Linked DNA regions of Gossypium arboreum: region 1 is linked to region 2. Evidence: chromatin contacts called from public Hi-C data. All regions are on one chromosome and are shown on one strand. Each heading gives the region's core, a stretch centred on a gene start, on an enhancer-like site or on the middle of the called end of the contact. The rest is flanking DNA. Distances are from core to core; before and after follow the strand shown.

Region 1 (2,700 bases), core at 90-2,589, 520 kb before region 2:
GCTGCCCCATGAGTTCCTCACTGTCCAATATTCCTGACCGTTCTCATCCATGCCATATCCGATGACAATCACGCCGTGGTCTAATGCTGACCCGCATTCACCGCTGAAAACTCCCTAAACATTTGACAACTGAGTTATAAACGGGATTTAAATTCGAATCAACTTATTGGATGGCTTGAAGGAGAAGCAGAACAGGTCAAGCTTACCGATTCGTAGAGTTGGAAAGCTCTGCCACTAGCTTCAATGGCGACACTCACAGGTTGATGTGATACAGCCTTCTTCAATGCCTTCTCATCATATTGAACAACATCCTCGTACCCATCAATGCTGACAACCTTAGCATTCTTCTGTTACAAATCCCAAAAAGAAAAAAACAGGGCATCAATCTCCAAACGTCGAAAACAAATAAACTACAAGATATAGTGTCATAGAATTAAGCTTTCGAAACTGACCCTCGTTGGATCGCATTGGTTATTATCAGCACCAAGGTAAGGATAGTCTTGTTCAGAGTCAATGCCACCGTTGTCAATAATGAATTGGAAGGCATAATCCATTAGGCCTCCATCGCAACCAGCGTCGTAGGATCGGTCACAATCTACTAGCTCTTGCTCTGACAAAGAGATTAGTTCGCCGGTGGCGATTTTATTTATGCCTTCAACAGCTGCAATCGTTGAAAATGCCCAGCAACTTCCTGGTCAAGTGAACGATACAGAGCGGGTAAGCTTGATATTTAAAAAGAAATTAATTTGAAGTTGAAATGAAAAAAGAAAACAGCTCACCGCAACGCCCTTGATCCTTCACTGGAGTAACGGCTCCATGATCTCTCCAGTCAAAAGATTCCGGCAACCTGTCGCCGGCGCGGGAAGCATAGCGTTGGCTGGGGTTTTTGGACTTCATGACTCGACGTTTAGGGTCACTCTTTGTACCCAAAAACATGGAACGGTACTCCTGGTTAGTTAAATCAGCGAACTTGTTCAACCCAAGTTTGTATGTGGTGTTTTTGGAGTTATGTTGGTCGATAAATTTCAAGTTATCCTTAAAGATATCGAACCGGTTTTCTTCCTCCCCTATACCGTTGTATTGTTTGCCATGTTTAATGAGCCAAGCTTGGTACAAGCTCATCACTTCATCATCGCTCCTCCAGTGATTTTGGCTGAAGCTGGTTGCCCAGGATAAGGTGAAGAAGAGGAAAAAGAGGGTGGAAATGGGTGTTACTGTGGTTGCCATGGGAGAAATGACAAGGGTTGTTATGGTTATTGGAGGGAGTGGTTTGGAGAAGAGAAAAGAGAGAGGTACGGGGTTTATATAGAAAAATGGAAATGGTAAATGTTAAAAGCATGACGGTGCAATAATTAAATAAATGTTTGGGGTCTAATTGGGGGGCCGAACCGAACTCATGCTTAGTTATGGGAGTAGAAGGGCGAAGACACTTCTGACATGCTGATGCAATTGCCACTCACTACATCTATCTCTCTGCATTATAAATTACACTAATACGATTGTAGGTCCAATTATACTTCAATTGGAATTAGACCTTTGAAATTTTACCTAAAAACTGATTCAATTTTAAATAGAATAAGTATTAAATTAAAATCTTGGAATTATTTAGTAAAAAAAACATTTGAAAAATAAATTTTAAAAGTTCATAGAGTAGAGGGACTGAAGGCAGAATTGAACCTAAGATTTAACATCACTAAAGTAATAGAAAGATGAAAAGGCCAGCCGAGTCTATATGAACTTGGATAAAGCGGGGCGGCACCAAAGGTAAATTATTGCCCCTATAGCTAAGTTGTTAAATCTTATATTACCTTTGTCTCTAAATTTAAATTAATGGATTTTATTATTATGGATTAATTTTAAATGAAATCCTTAATAAGTATTTAAATTCAAATTTTGTTATTAGTTCAGATTATTTTATTTTTAAATTTATCGTAAGTTTATTAACATCTTTTTCAATGCTAAAAAATATAGAATCCACAAAATTTTATTTTATTTATATAAAAAATCTGATTGCATGTTAGGAAGAGAGTATAGCAAGTTGCAAAATACATGATATGCTCTATTATAGTAGTTGTTTGGTATATTATAGTATTTGTTTGGTAGCGGTTGATCATAAGACTGCACTTGGGTAACATGCTTTATTGTTCCTTTTTCTCAGCTTATGAAATTCAGTGCAACCCCTTTGAAATATCCCAACTTGCTTTTTTTTTATATAAATTATCTGAATATGGATATCGCCACTCACTCCATGTGAGCATCCCGAGAGAATCATTTACTCACTGTGAGATTTCTTTTCTTTTGGTTTCAAGATATAATCTACAAATTACCTTTCCAAGCCGCAATCTATCTCGTCTCATACATTCACTTCCTAAAGGGGCGGGAAATTTCGACTCATGGGATTTCACTCTAATTGGCATTGGCATATTTGGTGAAGGTACATTTAAGAGATATTTTAGGTTATCGAGTTATGGGCTTTCAAGCTGCGCATTTAATACGGGAATCGACAAAACCCTGGTAGGTTCAGAGCAAAACTAACGGCCAATGCCATACCAAAAAAACAGCCAACGAACCTCACTCTGCCTACCCTCTTAGGTAGAATTAACAAACAACAAAAACTGAACCTTCCCGCTTACTTTCTTCACCACATCTCTTTTGTCTTTACGTAGCAACCGCCAACTACCGAAGCATCAGCTTGAAAAC
Region 2 (2,700 bases), core at 21-2,520:
AAATGTGTATGTTGCTACGATTAAGATGAGATGTTGGAATTTATACATAAATTGAATAATTACTTTTTTTTTGAAATTAAAGGTTCTGCTATTGTACCGTAATGCTCCATAACTATAATCCGATAATAGAGATAGATTTAGGGTGTTACAATTTTATTTGTTGAAAGACTTTATCATTATACTTTAAGAAAGTTTGAAGCTATTGAGAAGTTGTACTATGAAGAGTTTTATGGGACTCAAAATAAGCTATTTGTTAAAATCAACTATTAAATTGAAGATAAAATCTTATCTGATTTTGACTAGAATGACTCTCGAAGAAGTATAAATAAGTAGGTTAGTCGCACATTGTGACATAGTTTTTAGAGTGTCTTTTTCGATTGCTTTATTGTGTATTCTTTTACTATTTTGATTGAAGTATTACTTAAAGAGTTTTCAAGATTTTGCATTTGAGGATAATTTGGAAGAATGATTGTAAAAGTTAGATTCAATATTGAGCTGCAATTATCTATTGTTATAAGAGTAAATTGGTTTTAAGTCAATAGGTAATTCAATTTAATTAGTATATATAACCGTTCCCTGAGCAAGGCTTTACAAAGTAGAATTAATGAATCCGAAGTTGATCTTTATTCTCTCATACTTTGCTTATTACTTCACTTTGTCATAAGCTGCTTTGTTATAACAATAATTTAAATATTAAATTGGAGCAACTACAAATAGAAAGCTTTTTCAGATTAAATGAGAGTTAAATATATATAATCCTAAAAAAAAAGGCTATTTGCGTTTAACAAGCAAGTAAAGATTAAAACATTTTTAATAATTAAATGAGGTTGTTGATAATCATAACACTACCATCTTGGAATTTGGTCAACCAATTAAGTGGTTGGCAATTGAAATTTGAAACAACCTCGGGCTTTAATGGATCCAATAATGGGCTCAAGCTCTATGCGTGGCCCAATAAAAGAAGGCACGTGACTGGCGAGGAGTATAGTGGCGTGGATTTCACGCCGGAATATAATACAACAGCTAATTCATTGACTTTTTTGTATTTAAACTTTTTAAAGCCAAAGATTAATTAATCCAACCTAAATATACATATATCTAAAAGCAACGAAGGTACCCCTTGGGATTGGGACCCACCCCCACCAGATCAAATCTTAACCGCACGTTTCTCTCTTGGTCAACTCGGCGCAACGACTCCTCTCTTCATCAAGGGCACAACCGGAAGACCAAAATAATTAATATTTTATTATTTTCTTTTTATTTTAGACGACCAAGAGAAATTGAAAATGGAAAAGTCGATTCCATCAACGCCCTTTTTTTTTTAATATAATATTCTTTATTATTAAAATTAAACCAAAAAAAAACAATTATTTAAGAAAGGGGAAGAAAGAACATTTGGGTGAGGGTTTTAGAGAGAGAAAGAGAAGGCCGGAATCTGAAAGACAAGACACAGAGAAAAAGAGAGAGAGAGAGAGAGATGTCGGGAGGAATAGCGCGTGGTCGACTCGCCGAGGAACGTAAGGCATGGAGGAAGAACCATCCCCATGTCCGTGGAGTTTGTTTCCCTGCTCTTGTTTCTTTTTTTCTGGGTTTCATGTTTTAATTTTTTTTTATTTGTTTGATTTTTTTGTTGTTGAAATTTTAGGGTTTTGTTGCGAAACCAGAGACGTTGCCTGATGGAACGGTCAATTTGATGGTGTGGCATTGCACGATCCCTGGTAAAGCAGGAGTAAGTCGAAGAACTTCTATTTAATTTCTGTATTTTTCTTTTTCATTATCGTCGGTAAAGTTTAATGTATTCTGCTTGTTGAGTTTGGTTCGTCAATTATTTTCTCTTATTTCTTTGGACGTGGATGCTGTTGTGCTGTTTATAGATTTTAAGATTTTAGGGTTCGTTTCTTCATTTTGGCCTTAGAGAGGTTTTTTTTCCTTTAAAGAGAGAGGGCGCTGCTGATTGATGTAAATGAACCCAAGTTTTATGTGATTTTATTGGGTTAAAACATGGACTAGCAAAGATATTGATAATTCTGGATTAAATTGAGTGCTGTGCTTTCCATATAGGATAATAGGAATATTTCTTTCTATTATGGTGCATATGGTATATGCGTGGTTTGTATGACTAGCTCGCATTCAGAATGCCGAGCCTAAACAAGTTTTTCATATATTTGTGGGTTACATCATATGTTATTTTCTTTTTTATTTTTTCTCGAGAATTTTAGGAAAATGGTGATTGATAGTAAACATGGATGGATATTGAAGTCTGTGTGCTGACAATTTAATATGGTTTTTCTTTTTCTTTTGGGTACATAAAAAGGGGAAGGAATAATGGATTTTAGGCTTTTATAAAGTAAGTTTTCGTTATATTTAAACAATCATCTATTGATGGTCAGTATGTTACAGTATGTAGATTTTTTATACTAGTCAGCTTTACATGATTTTATCAATCATGTTGTGAACAAGGACTTGTGGACTGGAAGCCTGGCAATATATTAGTTGTTTCTCAGATTCTCACAACTTGGTACTGTTATCCTTATTTTAATGGGTTATAGAATGGTTATGTGGCATTCGTGGCCCCTAGACAAGAGTTCTGTTATCATAAGGTGCTTTAAACTAATTGCTATCAGTTTTAATTCCTCTGCACTTCCCTCTTGTCTAAAGCTGTTATGAGTATCTCAGCTATTCTTACATTTCTCCTTCCTT

What was found. A called contact is a pair of places that touch in the nucleus more often than the background predicts.
Region 1: a Hi-C map of leaf shows a contact between it and region 2, with 2.6 times the contacts expected there. The contact joins the promoter of LOC108473617 here to the promoter of LOC108474073 in region 2. A contact is called at or near these places in 2 of 5 Hi-C or Micro-C datasets (both in leaf).

The regions. Positions count from the first base shown.
Region 1 is chr11:37,019,290-37,021,989 of ASM2569848v2, reverse strand. It overlaps LOC108473617 (cysteine proteinase mucunain-like), which reads right to left and starts at 1,339. Exons shown (of 4, transcript XM_017775289.2): 1 at 780-1,339; 2 at 453-691; 3 at 207-347; 4 at 1-114. The coding sequence starts at 1,227.
Region 2 is chr11:36,499,021-36,501,720 of ASM2569848v2, reverse strand. It overlaps LOC108474073 (SUMO-conjugating enzyme SCE1), which reads left to right and starts at 1,270. Exons shown (of 5, transcript XM_017775966.2): 1 at 1,270-1,546; 2 at 1,646-1,729. The coding sequence starts at 1,478.